7 separate regions of the Mus musculus genome follow, and regions 1, 3, 4, 5, 6 and 7 are each linked to region 2. Evidence: chromatin contacts called from public capture Hi-C and promoter capture Hi-C data. All regions are on one chromosome and are shown on one strand. The core of a region is the stretch at or near the end of the contact, and the rest is flanking DNA. Distances in the headings are between cores, read along the strand shown.

Region 1 (2,801 bases), core at 38-2,537, 2.2 Mb after region 2:
GCCCCGCCTTACCTGATGGCGCTAATGACTCCGCCCAGGATGCGCATGGCAGTTCCACCGCCTCCGCCACCTCCTCCCAGTCCCATGCCTCCACCGCCACCGCCGCCGCCGCCAGCAGCTCCGCTGATCAGGCCTCCGAGCACATTCCCCAGGCCCCCGCCCAGACCCCCGCCTCCCCCACCGCCACCGCCGCCCTTCAAGAACGAATTCACCAAGAACATGATCGCAGCTGAGTCCTGTAAAGTAAAAGGGGTGGGTCGGGTAGTGGCCTTGCCAGGAGCCCAGCCCTTCCCGCAAAAAAAAAAAAAAAAAAAAAAAAAAAAGCAAGCATTTCCGGCAACTAGATTGGGGAGGAAACTAAGGCCTCGAGATGGGGACAGAGCCTCTAGCTAGGGGTCTGGACAGGTGATAGGAGATGTGAAACCTCCTAGGGTCTAGAAAGTACCCTGGCCCAGGCTTGACTGCATATATATAGGCATGAGGACAGGGGTACAGCTGGGCGTGCGTGGTAGCGCTCTACTGTAATCCCAGAAATTGGGAGGCTGAGGCTGGAGGACCAGTTCAAGGCCAGCCTCGGCTACAGCGCCTGCCTGCTTTACCCTGTCTTGAGGCAGCGGGAAAACAGGGGATTCTCGTGTAGAAACCCTAAGGTGTGTAAAACCGAACGTGTCTCAGATCCAGGCCTTCCAAAATTAAGCTCAGGGTAGGGATGACCCAGGGCTGACCAGGAAGTTCCTAATGTGGATTAAGACATTCAGATACTCTCGACAGAGGGACTACACTGTCACTACGGGATCTGTGGGCTCCGGCCAAAAATTATGGCTGTGCGCCCGGAGGATCCTGGATAACGGAGTTCTTCCCACCGCAAATGGGAACCACGATCTCGGATTGTGGTTCTAGACGCCCAAAATAATTTCCGGGTATCTCTCTGATCTTTGGGCTTATATTTTTTGGTCGTCAGATCCGGGATGGTAAGGAGTGTTCTGGAGGGGCTGACAGGCCCGATGGTTCGAATCTGAGAACACCGGTCCTAGGACCCCCCAAGGGCCAAGACTTTAGGGTCTCGCCAGATCTGAGGACTACGGATTCCGGATCTACAGGGTGCAGGGGTGCTGGACTGGAGTGTCCCGTCTCACTTACGGATCCGGCGGTCCGCGGTCTTGCTCGCCTGCTGCAGGGCCTCCGCTGTGTCCGGTTCGGGAGGGCGGGGCCGGTGACTCAGGCAGCTACTCCGGGTTAGACCCTGCCGCCACCCAGCCGTCGTCTGCGCGGTCCTAGAGCCTCCATTGCAGACTGCGCCTGCGCGGGAGGGTTATGGTTGCAAGTCTCTGCTTAGCTCATCCGTCCCCATACACACACTGCTGGAAATTCAACGCTGTCCAGATTAAATAGCTTTGAGTACGAATAAATTATTCTAACGCCCAGGTACTGGAGCCTCCAGGAACTAGATACAGGGTACCCGGTCACCGTTGCAGTATATAGTTGCAAAAAAGGACTTCAGTTGTCATTCATTCATTCATTCATTGTGCACTTTGAGACAGAGGTTTGTTAAACATCCTCTAAATGATGACCTAAAGCCCTAGCTAACCTCGAACTTGAAACAATCCTCCTGCTTCTGTTTCCCGAATGCTAGGAATCTACATCTTAAGTTTACCATCAGTTTGTGCCTCTCACCCAGGTCGCTGTTGGGCTTCTAGTCTGGCTGTCTGGCCACTCCCTAGGAACTATATAAACCTCGGTTTGAGTCTTTATTGCTCATCCCTAAAACAGTGACCTGGTGTCTCTGAGTAATGACCTCCTCATGTGTAAGGCGGGAACATAGCCAGGCGTGATGACACACACCTGTAAAACCAGCACTGGGAGGTGAGGGCAGGCAGCCATTCTCAGTACATAACAAGTTTGTGACCGGCTTGGGCTACATGAGACCCTAGAGGACACTAGGGTAAGCCCCTATCAGAATTAAGTGATAAATACATAGTAAATGGCAGCTCTTCTGTTAGTCCCTATGTCGCCATGTTGTTCCCTCAGCTGGGAGCTCACCTGGTTCCCTTAGCTCGTTTACTCTTGCTCATCCTTAAACAACATCGACAAATACCTGCCGGTCCCTAAATACTCTCCACTCACTAGGTTGTGTGTCCTCGAAGCAGGCCTGTGGGATAGGTCTGTTATTGTCCCCATTCTATGTATAAGTAAACTGAGGTTAAACAACCAGTCTGCTTTACCTGTTCAAAGAATCTCCGATAACTTAATATGATAATCAGTCAAATAAGATCTCAGCAGACAAGACCGTAATTGCACTAACGCCACCTAAGGGCTTGCTGGGACCAGGCCAGGTAATCATTGCTCAAACCTGTGTGTGTGTGTGTGTGTGTGTGTGTGTGTGTGTGTGTGTGTGTGTGTGTGAAGCAAGATTTAACCTGTCGAAACCGGAAACTCTAAAAGGCGGGAGCACAGAGGGTGGCGACCCAGGCCTAAGCCTTAGCGGATAAATCATTTGGTGATGACTAATGTGGATTCCCTCTCTGCCACACCCCTCCCTGCCACACTGAGCAGTCTGACCTCAGGCTCAACTCGCTGGCATAAGCCCTGTCCTCTGCCTACAAATACTCCTGTGTTTGGACTTGACTGTCTGTGTCCTCCACTTTGGACCAGAGCTCAGACATCTCTCATTTGGGAAGACCTCTTTGTCCTCACATCCACCCAAGGCTTGAAGAGGCTGCCAGCTTCATGCCCTCAGACCAACAGTAAACATGATGACACATGCCCAGGCCTCAGAAGACTCAGGCAGGCGAGCTACACCA
Region 2 (2,700 bases), core at 91-2,590:
ATGACCCTAATCTATATCTCTAAATGACAGTCTGGCGACTGGCTCGACTGCACTTCCCAAATCCTTGCTGTTTCAAACTTCCAGGGCTACTTCTGCTCCAGCCGTCTGGTGTCCCCGGGAGGCATATCACTCTGTCAGGAACGGTTGGTCCAGCTCTTGGAGACCTCCTGTTCTCTAGTCTTTTCCTCCCCTGTGCTCTGCCTCTGTTCTCTCTCCTCCCCTGGTGGTGCCTACTTGAGACCCACAGCTCAGTTACTCAAACTCTACCTCTCTCTATTCCTCTCAGGAACTGGCTGTGGCTAGTTTTATTTAAACTCAGGTTTTAAGCTGGGGAGCAAAGTTCACATAGCATCACTTGGAGTATGTGAGGATCTGCTCATGGCGAAGGGTGGGGGGGGGGGGACACCAGATCTTGGGAGCCAGTATTTAGCATTAAATACAAGCAGCACCAGCACCCCTGAAGTCCCCCTGCTTTGAAAGGAAGGTCTATAAAGATCAAAGTCCATCTGCTATGTGATGCCATGGATAGGAATTGGTTTGAGTTTGAGATTCCTAAGGTTAACCTCTGGAGATTCTTATCTATAAAGTCTAGGGGAAAGGTCTGATTATTGAGAGATATCAAGGATCACTGAAACAATAGTGAGAATACTAATTGGGAGGAGAACGAACAATGTAAGAGCCACAAAGTTGGAGCTATCAGTTTGTCTGTTACTCCTTCATTTACTGACAATTCTATAGTCTAAACCTAAAGCCTCGTTTCTCACACGGAGAGAAAGCACAAACTTCGCCCTTGAGTCTTAGCTGAGTAGCAATAAAGATCTCATGCTTCTCTAGCCCTCCTTTGGAATAATGGCCGAAATGGGGAGCCTGTGGGGAGCCCAAGGAAGCCTGAGATCCCAAACTAGATCTGAGAGCATCCTCAATGAGCACTTTCCCTCCCTTCCCGCAACACTCGCATTGCTACAGCTCAGGGAAACCTAGGGATCTTATCCCCCTAGGGGCCCCTCGGAGGCACTTCCGGCCTCAGCTACTCATGTACCTCAAAGGAAGCTTCCCTTCAGACTCTGCACCTGATCTTTCCTTGCTTCAGCCCCTGTGCCTGCAAGAGAAAGCAGGAGCAGAAAGCTACAAGCATAGTGACACAGGAGATGCAGAGTGCTCAAGGTGCGTATACATACAGAGAAACAGACACACACATCACCGCCCCTACACACTCACACAAATATCAACATCCATCCCACACCCACACCCAGCATGCTGGCTCCGATCTTACTCTGTGAGGACGTAGGCCATAGAGCGATTTCTTCCACCTACGAGAAAAACCTGACTTTTCAAGGGAGCGATACACGACACCGGAATTCGATCCGTTACTTCCGGTGCGGTGGACCCTGGGAAATGTAGTCCTTGCGGCGGAACTCCGGGAAGCCCAGAGCTCAGAGGTTCAGGGCGATCCGAGCTTGCTACTGGGACCAGCCCACCTGGGAGCTGCGCCTGGTGGTGTCAGGGGTTTTTCCAAAAAGGCACAGCCTTTAAAAGCTCCCGTGTGGTGCTCAAAAGGTACTTCCGCTTCTGCGCGCCACTGATTTTTCTCTTCCCTGGAGCGGACTGACAAGCAGAACAGGAAGTAAGATCAGAATGGGATATAAGTGACTTGAGTCCCACTGAGTGGGATTCCACCTCGCTGTGACCTGGTAGGGACTATGGTAAATTTGGAAAGACTAAACTAAAGAATTGTTGGTGTTAAACGTGGATAGTTTACATCAGCGATTTCAGACAGCCAGGTGTTCTGGACCCTCCCTGAGTTCAGGGTCCCTGTTACCTAGATAGAAAACGGTGAGTGAGGAACACATCAGAAAGTTTCAACTGAGTCGTGTCCGTTAGACAGTAATTTACCTCACGTTGAAGGATGAAAACAAGGAGGATTTGAAAACAAGTCAGACTCAACCGAGTATCAACTACAGAAAATATGTTAAAGTTCAGTACTCTAGAAGATTACGAGTGACCGTAATGAAGACTCAGGTTGATTTGATAATCGAGACAGACTGGGGACACAACATTGCCAGTGTAAATAAAGAGGCCAAGTCATCAAGTATAATAAACATGGCTGCGCGTGGTAAGACATGCCTTTTATCCCAGCAAAGGGGAGGCACAGCTCACTGCATGTGTGTGAGACTGAAGCCAGCTACAAGTATAGAGTGAAACCCTCCCTAAAAACTAAAATAAACTAAAAGTACTAATAGCGCAGCTTCAGGCACGAAGCAGGGGGAAAGCCTGGTAAGTAATAAGGTAGTAATAAGAATGACAGCCAGAAAATGGCCTAGTTGGCCGTCATTGGGAAGAGAGACCCCTTGGTCTTGCAAAGTTTATATGCCCCAGTACAGGGGAACGCCAGGGCCAAGAAGTGGGAGTGAGTGGGTAGGGGAGCAGGGCAGGGGGGAGGGTATAGGGAACTTTCAGGATAGCATTTGAAATGTAAATAAAGAAAATATCTAATAAATAAGAAAAGAAGCAGGGGGTGGGGGTGGGGGGAGATCAAATTGTGAGGGCTGGAGGGATGGCTCAGTGGTTAACAGCACTGACTGCTCTTCTGAAGGTCCTGAGTTCAAATCCCAGCAACCACATTGTAGCTCACAACCATCCCTAATGAGATCTGACGCCCTCTTATGGTGTGTCTGAAGACATCTACAGTGTAGTTACATA
Region 3 (2,878 bases), core at 143-2,642, 2.1 Mb after region 2:
GGCTCAAGGCTGTGTGTGGGGTGGGTGTGGGAATGTATCATGTAAAAGGGTACCTGGGAAGGTATCTGGTAAGACATATTGGTAAGCCATAAGGACAGTCATATATTCCAGGATCAAGAATTTAGCTCACAGTTCACGGTGGCACCTTTTTGGTTTCACACTGGGCTGTTTGATAAGGAGAGAGGCAGAAGCCTAGAGGTCAGGAGAGCAGAAAACCAAGCATGGTGGACAAGAGGTCAAACGGGCTAGATTATATAGGGAAGAGAAGCTGGGGAAGGGACAGCCCAACTCTGGTGGGAGATTTCAGGGTAGGAGGCAGGGTAGCCCAGGACAAGCACAGGTAGCCAGGCCCCACCTCTATACTAATCTAATGGCCTGGCCCAGTCCCTTGATGTGCAAGAGTATTCAGGGCCAGCCTTCTAGACTGTTCTACCACTGAGAAGGCTGTTTCCAGCCCCTTGAGATACAGACAAGATCCACTCTATAGAGGAAAAAAGGGCGGGGGCGGGGGGAAGAATCCCAGGCCGCCCTGGAAGCCCCGCCTCCTTTCCCCCCAAACCCTATATAATGCCTGCCTCCTGTTCTGTTCTTTGTTGATTCTCTCCCAAGCAAAGGCACCCAACTTCTTGAGGCTTTCCTAATACATCTCTCCCGAGGTTTGCTGTAGGGTGTGACTTTGTGGTATTCCTTGGCTCCCAACTGTAGGATAGCTTTCCCTTTAGAGCTGTAACACCTTCACCAGGCCATCAGCTGCTTTGATATGTTAACAGGCATCTCAGCCATTTGCCCCAGTTTTGGGACCTAACACTCAGGTAACGCATTAACAAACCTCCCACAGGACCCCACAACTCACCTGCATACTGCTTTCCACATTGTTACACACTGTCACAACCCTAGGACATACGGCTACAAAAATTACAATTTCACAATAGTTCATTTTCCTGATTGTTTAGTCTGAACCCAATTATCAGTCTCAATTCCAGCCTGGCTTCAGTTTGTGATACTGTAGCAATCGCTTCCTTAACACCAGAGTCTGATACAACTCTCTGCAGAGCTGCCAACTATCAGCCTGAGATGCCTTCTGGGAAATGTAGTTCAGCAGTGCGCCACGGTGGCCAAGATGGCGTCCTCTCCCGTAAAACCCAGAGGATTGCGCCTTACTGGGAATCTCGCCCTGGAGGCAAGGAAAAGCCTATTCTGTGAGTTTAAGCTGCACTCATTACACACCTTGGCACACCATTGTCCTTTGCGGTAACACAGTGTAAAAGTGGTAGTATCTGAGTTCCAACCTTTTACTACTTATCCACTGGGAAAAGTTCTCGGGAGAGTGGAGGGGAAATTAACTAGAACCCCTGAGACTTCTGGGAAATGTAGTTCACAGTTAAAAAGAGAGCGAAAGAGAGAGACTAGAATGGAAAAAGATCCTCTAGTTCAGAGCCCTGGTGGGCAGAGACCTCTGGGAGTGCTAGCTCACTGAAGGAGTGCGCAGGCGCAGGCTTCGTGGCTCGCCATCGTCGCCTTTGTCTGGGTGAGTTTGATTTCGGGGTCTGTAGGACCGGGATTTTCCCAGACTGAGTAAAGGCAAAGGAGCTGTGGGGGAGGGTTTACCCACCTGCCCGGGCGAGGATGCCTGAAGGGGCGAAAACGCCTACTGTGATGGTGGAGCTGAGAACTTGGGTGGATGGGGGCTGGGGAGATCAGAAACCGGGGTGGGTTTGCGGGCGGGGTGAGCATACGTGTAAGGGTGTGTTTTGGTTTGTTTCGAGTGAGCGAGAAACTGGTTTCAAGTTTGTAAAAATACAGGGGTGGTTTTCTAATACATGTCGCATTTATTTTAAAAATAAAAACGAGGTGTTTTTTTTTCTTCTGGAAAACAGGAAAGGGAAAAAGATAATTGAGTGAGTAGTTTTAAACCTGGTTTTTAAAAATCAAAACAAGTCTACAGTAAAAAAATGAAACCAACGTTCCTTTGAAAAATATTCTTTGTAACAAAGATTTCCAATAACTCGTTATTGGATGCCTACACATCTGTAGGCATTAACTTGCTACTTGGAAAAACCAGATGAGCTAGTTTTGAGTAGTCCCAAATTTACGGACTAGCCCTTAGAATGTACTTTTCACTGCTGCAGATGGGATTGAATCAGTAAGGTAATTAATTGTCCCCCCTTTAGCACAGAGAGGTCAAGAAAGCTATTTAATTTAGCACTCTGATTTGTCAAAGGACAGGGCTCGTGTGTGTGTGTGTGTGTGTGTGTGTGTGTTGCCTGAATATATGTGTACGTGGAACCTGCAGAGGCCAAAAGAAGACATTGGATCCCCTGGAACTGGAATTATAGACAGTTGTGAGCTGGCATGTGGGTACAGGGAGTTGAACTAGAGTCCTTTGGAAGAACAGCCAGTGTTCTTATCCACTGAGCAATCCCTTCAGCTCCAAATTAAGACTCCTAATTTGTCCAGATTTATCCATACCAAGTAGCTTTTGTTAACATACAGATTTTCTTCTGAGTAGTTTTTGGTCAGTCTTTAAAACATGACAAACAACAAAAAATGGTCTGCGTTCATAGTCCTGCTTGTCCTGGAACTCTCGAGATAGGCTTCCCAAGTGCTGGGACTAAAGGCATGCGCTGTTATAGCTGGCTCATCATCGTTTTGCTTTCATTTCTCCCTCCTTCCTTCCTTCCTTCCTTCCTTCCTTCCTTCCTTCCTTCCTTCCTTCCTTCCTTCTGAGTCAGGGTAGTCTCAGTGTGGCCCTAACTGTTTTGGAATTCGCTCTATAGATTAAGCTGCTCCAAACTAGGATGTTCCAACTGCGTCTGCCTCCTGAGTGCTGGGATTAAAGGTGTGCGCCACCTTGCCTAGCTTGTCACACATCTTTTTA
Region 4 (2,847 bases), core at 116-2,615, 2.2 Mb after region 2:
GAGATCCAACTGCCTCTGCCTCCCAAGTGTTGGGAATTAAAGGTGTGTATGTGTCCAGCTTCAGTGATATTTAAAAAACTACTTTTGTTTCGTTTTTTTGTTTTTTGTTTTTACAATGTATCAACTAGTGGCAGCTATTCATAAATTTGAAAGCTACCCACTTGCAAATCTTAATCAGGTACTGCTTAACTTTTACCATTAGGAGAAAAGCCAAAGCTGCGGATGTCTTTAATGACTGCCACAGCAGGGAGAAGTAGTTTTTCACATGTGCTACACAATTCACAGAACTGTACTCGTGAAGGAGTTATGACATCTACGATATAGCACAGTAATCACTAAGTTTTTTTCAAAAAACTAAAAACATGGACCAGTGAGAGAGCTTGGGGGGGGGGGTGTGCAAAGGCGCTTTGCTTCCAAGGCTGACAACCTGGATTCCGACCCTAAACCCACATGATGGAGGACAGAACCGACTGTGGCAAGCATGCCCACACAAATAAATGTATATATATATATATATATATATATATGCTTTAAATGAGGAACTGTGCCTAACCTAAATCTAAATTAGACCCCTTAATCCTGGGTTTTTAGTGAAATGACGCTCTTCAAACCGAAACTCGAATTTGCCTAACAGCTCTATTAAAGTACCTCAAAAATCAGAAATGAAGTCTATGGCTGGCACCCCCGGGACAAACAATTCCAAACCAAATGTTTCCTTAATTAAGCATGACAGAGTAATCTGTATTCTACCTCCATTCATAAACAACCGCGTTTTAGTACACAGATCGTCTTTTAAAATCTAAACATGTTTACTAAGGCTTTCTGCACATATCACGAAATGCATTTGCGTATAAAACTCACCATCAATAAATACAGTTTTAAAAGTATTTAACCCTTAGCTTCATCCCACCTTTCAAGTAATCAAATAAAACGGATGCTCTTCGGGAAGATGGCCCCGTTATAATTATCAGCACTTTCGACTCGGGAACTACCGCGCAGACGTGATACTTCAACATGGGTCTCCTCATTGCCTCGTGAAGCATAGCCACCCACAATCCTACACCCAGCTCCACACCCACTCAATCATTCCAAATAGTGGGTCAAACTTTGCAGTCAAATTCGGTCTCAAACGCTCAAGCTTTCCTCAGAGGCCCCCACCTCCGCCTTCACCAAGATCCAATGCTCTTCAGCCCACTCCCTGAACCCCGCGCTACACCTCCAAAGATCGGAAACACTGCCCTCCAACCTCCCGAACCCACCGACCCAGGACGCCCAGATCCCACCTCCTACTTTGGCGCCACGTGGACACGACGGCCGTGCTGACCCGCGGACAAAGACCAAAATGTCCACTCGCTGCCCCTGCGTCTGCGCACTCAGGGAGTGAGTGAGCACTCCCAGAAGTCTCCGCGACATCTCAGGGCTTGTTCACTGAAGCCTAGCCAGGCTGTTGTCTATTATCAGCAATACTGCTTTTACGACTTTGGACTACACTTCCCACAAGGCACTGCGGGTTGCTTATCCGTCTCCCACGCACAAACCTGGCCGCCTCTTGTGATTTGGGGTTTCTTAGAGTAGATTGTTGTCACTTGGACCCAAATAAGCTCACGCCTGGTAAGATGTTTGGAGTGGGGACTTCCTCTTTGGTACTTCACGGGCGGCGTCTCAATAATACACTGAGCCCAGACCCCAAGGTGAAAGGACACCATCTTTGTCCGGGGCTGATGTGGCTATGGACTACGTTTCCCAGAGTCCATAGCGAGCTGACATTGTAGCTCAACTTTGATGAAACCTTTACCTTTGGCTGAAGCAGGATGCGCGCGCCTTCTACTGAGACCCAAGGTAAATGGTCTGGGGAGTACTGAACGGGGGTGGGGAACAGGCGTGTCCTGAACGGGGTTGTGCACGCTGAAGCAGGACTGGGCTGCGGGATTCTAATTGTGGTTTTGATTGTGGTGGTGACCGGTTGTCAGTGCTTACAAGTAGTGTGCTGTTGTAATCACCTGTCTCCAAGGTGTATATCTGATTGTTGCTGTGCAAACATATGTGATGTTATGTGTTCCGGGATCTTGTGGTTGTGGAAGTGGTATCCCGTGGTCCTGTAGTGTGTTGTGTGCTCGATAACCTTTATTCCTGGGGTTGTGTGGATATAGTTGTAGCTGTGACTGTGTATCTCTGGGTTAAGTGACCTTGTGTAGTACTGTGTGCAGTGTTCTGTGTCCGTGGCTCTGCGTCGGCAGTGCGTGAGTATCCTTGTGTTCTTGGAGAGAAGGGAGAAAGAAGGAGGAGGACTTTGTGACAGTGTGTAATACTGTGTGTATGCGGGTGTGGACTATCTTTGCTAAAGAGTGACTGGCCCCTGAGTGAATGTTCAGTTATGGCTGGATGATGCAGAGTACTGTGCCTTCTGCGTGCCACCATGTGTGATTGTGACTATGTAAGGAGGACCTTTAGGGATGTTAGGGAAGTGATTGTACCACAGTGGCAAGCAAACTGACTGGGATGCCTAGGTGGGTAAAGTTCTTGTGGCACAAGTCAGTTGTCATACTGTGTTTGTAATTATCCTGTAATCCAAGCTCCTACAGAATTCAGAGACAAGCATTTCCAAAACCTCTCAGATGAACTAGCTGGGAGTGTGTAGCAGTGATCAGACTACAAGGTAGAAGGCTAGAACCAACACCCAAGACTCTACTCTGCCCTCCACAAAAATGGCATTGCACACACATACCTGAATATGTGCACACACACAAAGTTAAAAAAATTATTTCTAGGGCTGGAGAGATGACTCAGTGGTTAAGAGGACTGGCTGGACTTCCAGAGGACCAGGTTTCAGCACCCATGTGGCAGCTC
Region 5 (2,827 bases), core at 327-2,826, 2.0 Mb after region 2:
CTCTTCAGCCTTCTCCATCCTGACTCTTGGGTACATTTGCTCAAGAATGTAGTGACCACAGTCCACTTGGGAAGATGTCAGGGCAACTGTGAAGAAAAAACTGACACAGTCGAGTCTCTGGCCTGCCACAAGTGGCAGCTGCCTCTGTCAGTTACAGTTTGCATTTTATGCTTTTTTTTTCCAGCTTCCCCTCAACCCTTCTGCGTTGAAATGTTGAAACTTGAACTGCCAGATGCAACTGTGGAATTGCCTGAGGGTTTGTAGAGAAAGGGAGGGAAGTTGCTGGGTGTAATGTTTCAGCCACACAGACTAAGCAATCTCTTGATTCTTGTATTTAGCTTTCAAAATGCCCTTGGCATGCCAATCTGTGTGATCGCACTAAATCCTGTTAAAACACTACAGGCCAACTTTATTAACCAAAATGGATAACAACCCCTTATATTTTAAATAAAATCCAATTTGTTTATATATAAAAAGAAACTCCTGAAAGTGTGTGGCAGCGCTCTCCTGAGACTGGGACTCAGCATTGCATAGGGATGCCGGCTAGGAACGCATCAGCACTGGTGTGGGGTTTTTACCCCATGCCTTGTGTTCTGTGGCTTCTGCTCTAGTCTGGTGTGACTCTCATGTCTGCCTGTATCTGCTCTAGTCTGGTGTGAGGCTCGTGTCTGCCCGTGTCGCAGAACTGAGAGGGATAGTTTCTCCTGGGCCGCACTGTTTGGGTGAGTCTGAGAAGATGCAGCGGCGTCCAAGCTTTGTACACACAAAACAAGAAGTCAGCCTGTTAGCTGCTCTCTACTTTTGCTCTGAAATAGTCTCCATAGGTCAGGCTGTCATCCTCTCTCCTCTTAGTTCCTTACCAATCCTGGACTCCAGAAACTATACTATCTTCTTTAAAGACTAAAATTTTCCTTTTTAAAAATGAAAGCATTTACATAGTCCTAAGTCTGCATCTTGATAAATTTGCACACAGACATATGTGTCTACTTTAGAAGAGATAATAGAATGTCTAGTCCACTTCCCAGCAGTGTCCTCTGCCCCTTTCCTCGGAAGACTCCAATCTAAAGTCACCAGTTCTAACTTCCATCCTGGATTAGTTTGCACATTCTAGCCCTTCACATAAGTGGAATCGGGCACCGTCGGCGGCAGCTGCCTTTGTTTGCTCAGATCCTGGGAGCTTTCGCCACACTGCTGTCTCAGTAGCTTCTTTTTATTAGCAGTGTTCCCACAACTAACTTATCCAGCCACCTGTCGGGGAATAGCCCAACAGCTTCCAGTTTGGGGGCTGTCAGCAAGGAAGCAACCAGAGCATCCACCTCATGCAGAGAAGCATTTCGTCTCTCCTGACTAGATGAACAGAGAGGCAAGGGTCGCTGGGTAACGTGAGGTGTATGTTTATGAAAACTCATCATTTGTAGTGCTGTTAATTCCATCCTAATAGTTTCCTTGCTTAGCGCAGCGAGCCGTGGAAATGCGGGTCACAGTGGTAATTTTGACGGATGACTGCACCAGCAGATAACAGATGGTGCCAGCTGCGCAAAGCGCCTGTGCCAGACCCACGGGGAGCTTCAGCAGCTGCCTCAGGAGCATGACTGACGCTGTTCCCATGTAACTAACTGGCGCTGCTTCTGCTCCAACTAAATTTAACAACTGAGCAACACAAAAGCCATTTACATGTACCAAGTATGCCCAGTATAGTCTCTGTTAGTGAGCTGGGCGGAAGAGTGGTGGTTTCCCACCACTGTTTTAGATTTCTTCCGCATGATTCACGATGTCTTGTTCTCTTCTTCTTATGTATGAGATTTATTAAAAGTTACTAACATCATAGAGGAGCAGACAGACACCAACACGATGGGGAGCGCTCAGCCCATGTCACAGCATGGCAGTCTGTCCCTTTTGTCAGTCTCAGAAGAAGGGGAGATTCTGTGACACATGTCTGATGGATGGTTATCAGTAGTTTCAGTGAAGCTGTCTCTGTGACCTGGAGGCAGTGTTAGCCTGGAAGTGGGGACGAGCAGGAATCTAGAAAAACAAGTTTGTAGAGGACCTTTAGACACTGGCGGGCCCCAGCTAACATTCTTGAGGGTTTGGGGTTTTTTTGTTGTTGTTATTGGTGGTGGTGGTTTGTTTTTTTGTTTTTGTGTTTTGGTTTTTTTCTTTTTTCTTTAGCCAGATGACAGGAGAGGGAGGGGAGACACTTGCGGATTGAGTAGTTCTTTTCCTGCTGGGCAGAGGTGGATAAAGACTTATCCAAGAAGTCTTAGGACAGTCTCTAGTGTGGGAAATCCTAGCGGAGAAGGGTGCCATGGGGGAGGGGTCTCCACGCCTGCTGATGTCTGCTAGCTTCCTAACCCTAAAATTTAAATTATGTCAGTGGACAGTGAGTCACCCTAGACAGTGACATGGGAATAGGCAATCAGTTACACTTTGGAAGCAGCTGCTGAAGTAGCTTCTACTTCCAGCTAGAAATGGGACTTAGATGCACTTAGGGTTTCCGCTCTTGCTACTAGGCACTGCAGGACGACTAAGGAGATTCAGACAGAGGGAGTTAGGCTGTCCCAGGGCCATGTGAGTGAGGATGGGCAGTTTGAGGGACTGAGAACTTGGTACTTGTTTGTCCCCTAGTCTGGCCAAGGGAGCTGCAAGTGGAGGCGTGGCGGGTTTCTCACACCAGGAGGAGCATGGCGGGTTCCTAAGCTTGCTTTTCTGGAGGCAGGCTCTGGCTGCGCAGCAAGTGTTCACTCCCACCAGCGTGGGAAAGGAGCAGGAAACGGGATTTCCAAACACAGAGAACATGGCTAATTAATTAGATCCACTTGAGAAGGCT
Region 6 (2,858 bases), core at 283-2,782, 2.1 Mb after region 2:
TTAGGGGTTTAGACCTGGCTGCTGTTGCTAAAATGGGATTAAAAGAGACAGAGATTGATTGAAGATTAAGTGTTATTCTGGCTGGGCACAGTGGCACACATTGCAGCCTGGAGGCTGAGGCAGGAGGATCACCCACAAATTTGAGATCACATGGGTTACAGTGAATTCCTGGTCAGTATAGGTACAAATTGTTTAAAACAAGAACAAAACGTGCTATTCTGGTAAGAAGCGTGGTTTAGCAAAGGAATCTTCCACAGTAATTAAAAACGAACTAGCAAAGCAGGCTTCGTGGATAAGAAAGCTGCAGCCTGGAATGCAGAGATGGATCAGCGGGTTACACTCTCAGCACCTACGTGACTGCTGTAACTCCAGTTCCAGAGAATCCGATGCCCTCTTCAGGGCTCCTCAGGCGCAGTCACACTCAGTGGTGCACAGAAAGAAAAGCAGACAGAAACACTCACATACGTAAAAAACGAACATGTTAAAAATTTAAAACCTGTGAGGCTGGAAACAGCTGTACTGCTAGGAGCAGTGGCTGCTCTAGCAGAGGATGCAAGTGTGATTCCCCGTACTCACATGGTGTTTCACGACCGTCTATAACTCCAGTTCCTGGGAATCAGACACCTTCTCCTGGCTTCTGCTGGTATGTGTATACACACAAATACACACACACACACACACACACACACACACATAAAAAAGAAAAAATACAAAAGACATTTGTAACCACACAAAGAGGGCCTGGACCCGCATTTAATCAGAGACATAATCTCTGAGTGATGCTTACTATCAGTCTGCATGAATCTGTCTCCTCTACCCTGACCAAGATAACACCAAACCGCTGCTTCTTTCCAAGCTAACTTCATTTTCACTTTCACAGTAATGAGGAGTAAATGTCCCCATGCCTGGAAAAACAAGGAGTACACTTCATAGGACAACGAGAAAGAAGAAAGTTAGGCTATTTTTTTTTCCGCAGTAATGTTGGGTCTCTATGTATGCAACAACAATCGTTTCCTGCTTTTATTCCCTCGCCTTCCCTAAAATGAACAAGTCTGGGGAAAAGGTCAAACCGGGAAGGTGCGGGCTTGGTAGCCTGGGGACACACCCCTCGCGACCAGCCCTTCCACACACATAACCTACTGGAAATGGAGCGCCGCGGATGGAGAGGACACTGGCCGCCACCGGAGGGGCAGGTTTGACAGGCGACGGCCACCGGGGCTGCCTGGCGGGGAGGGAGCGCGTACAAAGCAGCCCTGCGGTGGCAGCTGCGCTGTCTTTTTGTACGGAGGGCCCTCACTCTGAGGTTCACACACAGAACTCAGAGCCATGCTGGGCCTCTGGGCTCTGCAGCGGGAAGACGGAGGATGCAACGGGGTACGCGGTGTCCACTCAGCGTCACCGACTCCAAGTCTCTCAAGCCAACTAAAGACAAACCTACGCTGCCCCCGCGACAATTTCCTCAGTGCAAGGGACCAACTCACCTCTCAGAGCGGACCGGCGCTAAGCAGCCGGAAGGATGCTGCGCAGAGGCCTGTGGGAAATGTAGTCCATGGTGGGAAAGACTGGGCCAACGCAGCGGAGTGCGCAAGCGTGCTCGGGGCTGTGATGGGTGGAGGCCTCTGGGTGTGATCTTGGACCAGCTGGAAGGGCTAGGAGATTCCGCTGCCCTCTGCCCCCAAATCCCCACCCCAAACCTAGCTCACTGGGCTGGGGGTTGTGTCGTTGCCCTACCAGGGCTGAGAACACCATCATCACATTATCACATGCTTAATATGTGAGATAAGCATATTCTCACCCCAGCGAGGGTGTAGGCATGATCAGGGAACTCAGTAAAATACATTCTCCAAAGGTGCAGTCCCACATCTACCCAGGGAAAGGTTGCTCAGGCTCCTTGGAGTTCCCGCTGCCTCTGCTTTCTCCCACTGTCCCTTCTAGCCGTTGTGTATATTGGTCTAGTCGTTGGTATTGGCCTTAGGTTTTGTTTTGCAAACTGGAGATGAAGCCAAGACCTCTAAGACTGGAAAGATAATTATGCTTTCTTCTATCACAGTGGTTCTCAACCTGTTGGTCGAGATCCCCCCCCCCCTTGGGGGTCAAATGACCTTTCACAGGGACCACCTAAGACCATCAGAAAACACAGATATTTACATTAGGATTCCTAACAGTAGCAAAATTACAGTTATAAAGTAGTACCGAAAATAATTATATAGCTTGTGGATCACCACAACATGAGGAACTGTATTAATGGGTCGCAGCTTTAGGGAGGTTGAGAACCACTGCTCTAACATTTTCTTGTGTTTGTGCCAGGCCTCATCCGGTCTTCAGGAGACTGAAGCATGCAGACTGCAAATTCAAGATGAATGGAAAAAAAAAAAAAAAAAAGGAGGACATGACTGCTCCCAAGGGATTGAGATCTAAGAGAGAGCACTGGCAGGGGCGTCTGAAAGTAACCAGGGTGGCCATGACTGCCGGACTAAATGGGGCCATGTGAGGGGAGGGGGTGGGGTGTAGGACAGGCTAGAAGCCAAGAGGCCAAGTGCAGCGGGCAAGAGGTAACAAAAGGACCTTGTGCCCAAAATGACTGGGTTATACAGGAATCACAGAAGCTGGGAGATGGGAAGCCCAGGCCTGGGCTACAGAGTTTGGGATAGTGGGGGGCAAGGTATATCAGCCAGGATGTCTCTGTAATAGGTGCTGGGGATGTTGAAAGATCCTCATCGATCCTCTTGTTTCTTTCCAGAGCGCTGTTATTACAGGCATCCGTCAACATTCCCAGCGTTGGGACGTTAGTTTTAGGAACGTGACAATTGAGAGGCTGGTGAGATGGCTTAGTGATTGAGAACCCTTGCGCTCTTGCA
Region 7 (2,700 bases), core at 198-2,697, 2.1 Mb after region 2:
AATATTTAGGACAACTTGTGTTATTAAATATTTTTCTCAGTGAAACTACTAAATCGGGGGTGGGGGTGGGGGGACGGGTGACCATAGTAAAACCTGTATATATTTAAAGCACTTTTTGTTTTTGTTTTGTTTTGTTTGTTTTTGGTTTTTTGAGACAGGGTTTCTCTGTGTAGCCTTGGCTGTCCTGGAACTCACTCTGTAGACCAGGCTGGCCTCGAACTCAGAAATCCACCTGCCTCTGCCTCCCAAGTGTTGGGATTAAAGGCATGTGCCACCACTGGCCAGCCTTAGCAATTTTTTTTTTCCTAAAGTATTGGGAAAGAAATCTATTTTGAACAACGTGAGGAAATGGGTTGAAAAATTGACAGAGTCCTGCACTAAGAACAGAGCGAATCAGCTACAAAGTCTAGTACATTTTAAAAATCGCATTTCATCAATACAATAACCTTTTTGATAGTAGGGTTTTCCTTCACAAGAAAATCATACAATTGAGATTAAGTAGCACTTTCAGATGGAACAGTATTTGGTCCAAAATAGAATCAATCGGTGTGGCTTCGTCTATGGAATAACTGATTAATGCATCATATTGGATATAAATCCTTGGAAAATTATTAATGACACATAACTTCTAAAACAATCTTTGGAATCCTATCCTTAGAACTTCAATATCCTATCTTCGCTTGCACTTCAATCTGGGGGGGGGGGGGACGACGACGACGACTCCCATTGTGAGATCTCCATACAAGGCTGTGTGGTTTTTAAACCTGAATCGTCGTTCTAGGTTTCAAATACCAACTTTCTCCTTAATAGCCAAGTCACTCCACGCTGTGTAGTCTGGCAATGTCACCGGTGAGGCGACAGAGGCAGTGACAGAAACCTCAGCACACATTCCAAGAAATCATGGAACTTTTCATTGCCATCCCTTTACCCTCACCTCCCTGTCGGAGGAAGAGAAACCTTATGCGTTCTCTGAATTACCCTTGGGAAAGACATTGCGTACAGACTGAACAAGAATGCAACAGAGGCCACCCCTCGCGCTTTTCGACAGTTACAAGACATAATTCTCAGCCTAGGGTGGTCAAAATGAAATTCTACCAAACTCAGAAGTCAAAGGGGGTGGGGGCTGCGTCGGTCCCAATAGGATCAAAGCACAGTGCTGTCACAAGATCAATTGGTCACAGTATGGGATCGCAAACCGCTCGGTCCGCGTTCAATCACCCAAACCTAATCAGAATCAGTCTCAGAGCTCCCCTGTGGGCACACCCCACACTGACGCAGCCATGCACTCCCGCGCGCGGCCACAGACCGTAGCAGGCAGCTGACTCCCACCCGCCCCAGCCAAGGGGACGCTGGTGCAAGCGCGGGGCGAGGGAGAGGCGCGCGCGGCAACTAACGGGCCGCCCCGGAGGCTCCTGGGAGAGCGAGCCCCCGGCGTGAGTGCGCAGGCGTAGACGGCTGAGCGGAGGCGGGGCGGTTCGAGACGTTGGGAGAGGCTGAGGACCGCAGTGGATGCTCCGGATCTGGAGGGCGACCGAGAGATCGAATCCAGATGGGAAGACCGGGGAGGAAACCGAGAGGCCGAGCCAGGCCTGGTAATTTTGGGGAGGAAGAAGGTTAAGGAAGCGGGACCGGGACACTCAACGGCTGCACAGGGCCTCGGGTGTGGCCCGTGGGCGTGACACCGAGGATGACTGCCGGTGACCCGAAGGGGTAGTTTTCGTGTTAAACTCGAGGACACTCTGTCGCTGGGAACAGGTCCCTGGGCATCACGAGCGTTGCGTGTGAGGATGTGGGGAGCATGTTGTGGTTTGGCTCCCTCAGCTCATCCTGATTATTTGGGGGCGGGAGGGAGAGCCATAAAGTGATCGCGATCTTCTTGGATGTGAAAGCTGGATGGCGGGATTTTGCTTAGGGTTATAGCGGCCTGCGTCTATTTTTAGATTGGGTATGACTCCTGTAGGAGATTGGAGAATTGAAAGTGATTTGTGAACGTGATTGTGAGTGATTTTGCCTGGAATTCTATCATGTTCTGTCCTCGTGAATGACATGTGAAGCAGTAGGTTGATTTTTCTGAAGGATGTTTGAAAGGTTATCACTAAGCACACGTGTGTGTTCTTCTGTAATTTCTCATAATTTTGTGTGTGTATTTTTTTGGGGGGGGATTTTTTTCCCCCGAGACAGGCTGTCCTGGAAATCGCTTTGCAGACCAGGCTGGTCTCAAACTCAGAGATTCACCTGTCTCTGCCCTCTGCCCTCTGCCCCCTGCCCCCTGCCCTCTGCCCTCTCCCCCCGCCCCCCCCCGCCCCCTCGCCCCCCCGCCCCCCGCCCCCCCGCTGTGATTTAAAGGCATGTGCCTCCACCACCTGGCTTGTAGTACCGTTAATATTTAAATGGTTGAGGTATGCTGTGCGATCACGTATGTGTAATTTTTTTTTTAGACAGGTTCATTATCTATACCAAGTTGCCTCTGAACTCTCTCGTAGCACAGGGTGGCCTAAAACTTGGCAGTGATTCCCCCTACTTTAACCTCCCAACTGCTGGGATTCCGTGTGGTGTGTGCACCACCAAGCCTGGAAGTTATGTACTATTTGATTATCAGATTAGTACCAGCAAGCCTGCTTGAGAAAAATTTGAAGTAGTAACTTAGCAAATATAAAGATACTAATGTTGGAATGGAATAGGTAAGATTTTCATAATTCC

What was found. Promoter capture Hi-C pulls out the DNA fragments that hold promoters and counts their contacts. Capture Hi-C pulls out chosen DNA fragments and counts their contacts.
Region 1: a promoter capture Hi-C map of adipose tissue shows a contact between it and region 2, with 2.3 times the contacts expected there. The contact joins the promoter of Capns1 here to the promoter of Zfp780b in region 2. A contact is called at or near these places in 1 of 39 promoter capture datasets (second pharyngeal arch cranial neural crest) and 2 of 9 other capture datasets (adipose tissue and liver).
Region 3: a capture Hi-C map of macrophages shows a contact between it and region 2, with 8 times the contacts expected there. The contact joins the promoter of Zfp260 here to the promoter of Zfp780b in region 2. A contact is called at or near these places in 4 of 39 promoter capture datasets (cranial neural crest, hippocampal neurons and liver), 1 of 484 Hi-C or Micro-C datasets (uterus), 1 of 115 datasets of contacts at active chromatin or transcription factors (large pre-B cells) and 2 of 9 other capture datasets (adipose tissue and macrophages).
Region 4: a promoter capture Hi-C map of pre-B cells shows a contact between it and region 2, with 3 times the contacts expected there. The contact joins the promoter of Zfp146 here to the promoter of Zfp780b in region 2. A contact is called at or near these places in 7 of 39 promoter capture datasets (the C10 cell line, the HPC-7 cell line, cranial neural crest and 3 more) and 1 of 9 other capture datasets (adipose tissue).
Region 5: a promoter capture Hi-C map of hippocampal neurons shows a contact between it and region 2, with 5 times the contacts expected there. The contact joins the enhancer-like site here to the promoter of Zfp780b in region 2. A contact is called at or near these places in 5 of 39 promoter capture datasets (frontonasal cranial neural crest, hippocampal neurons, liver and 2 more) and 1 of 9 other capture datasets (adipose tissue).
Region 6: a contact with region 2 is called in a promoter capture Hi-C map of liver, with 6 times the contacts expected there. The contact joins the promoter of Zfp14 here to the promoter of Zfp780b in region 2. A contact is called at or near these places in 6 of 39 promoter capture datasets (cranial neural crest, hippocampal neurons, liver and 2 more), 1 of 115 datasets of contacts at active chromatin or transcription factors (bone marrow-derived macrophages) and 1 of 9 other capture datasets (adipose tissue).
Region 7: a contact with region 2 is called in a promoter capture Hi-C map of hippocampal neurons, with 2.8 times the contacts expected there. The contact joins the promoter of Zfp382 here to the promoter of Zfp780b in region 2. A contact is called at or near these places in 3 of 39 promoter capture datasets (cranial neural crest, hippocampal neurons and liver).

Annotation. Positions count from the first base shown.
Region 1 is chr7:30,193,866-30,196,666 of GRCm38.p6, forward strand. It overlaps Capns1 (calpain, small subunit 1), which reads right to left and starts at 1,288. Exons shown (of 11, transcript NM_009795.4): 1 at 1,141-1,288; 2 at 13-236. The coding sequence starts at 221.
Region 2 is chr7:27,977,817-27,980,516 of GRCm38.p6, forward strand. Zfp780b (zinc finger protein 780B) reads right to left here and starts at 1,341. Exons shown (of 6, transcript NM_001081021.1): 1 at 1,274-1,341.
Region 3 is chr7:30,093,684-30,096,561 of GRCm38.p6, forward strand. It overlaps Zfp260 (zinc finger protein 260), which reads left to right and starts at 1,393. Exons shown (of 3, transcript NM_011981.4): 1 at 1,393-1,528.
Region 4 is chr7:30,168,376-30,171,222 of GRCm38.p6, forward strand. Zfp146 (zinc finger protein 146) reads right to left here and starts at 1,366. Exons shown (of 2, transcript NM_011980.4): 1 at 1,284-1,366. Gm5113 (predicted gene 5113) reads left to right here and starts at 1,500. Exons shown (of 3, transcript NR_157376.1): 1 at 1,500-1,839.
Region 5 is chr7:30,008,330-30,011,156 of GRCm38.p6, forward strand. All of the region lies in intron 6 of Zfp568 (zinc finger protein 568), which reads left to right. Among named protein-coding and RNA genes, the nearest start is that of Zfp568, 26 kb to the left of the region's middle. Within about 2 kb of position 1,577, at least 80 of the 459 cell types and tissues checked have an H3K27ac peak or open chromatin away from gene starts, as enhancers often do. A contact at or near this core is called in hippocampal neurons, where this site is marked.
Region 6 is chr7:30,049,864-30,052,721 of GRCm38.p6, forward strand. Zfp14 (zinc finger protein 14) reads right to left here and starts at 1,533. Exons shown (of 5, transcript NM_178733.5): 1 at 1,482-1,533.
Region 7 is chr7:30,120,485-30,123,184 of GRCm38.p6, forward strand. Zfp382 (zinc finger protein 382) reads left to right here and starts at 1,448. Exons shown (of 5, transcript NM_001081007.2): 1 at 1,448-1,592. The coding sequence starts at 1,550.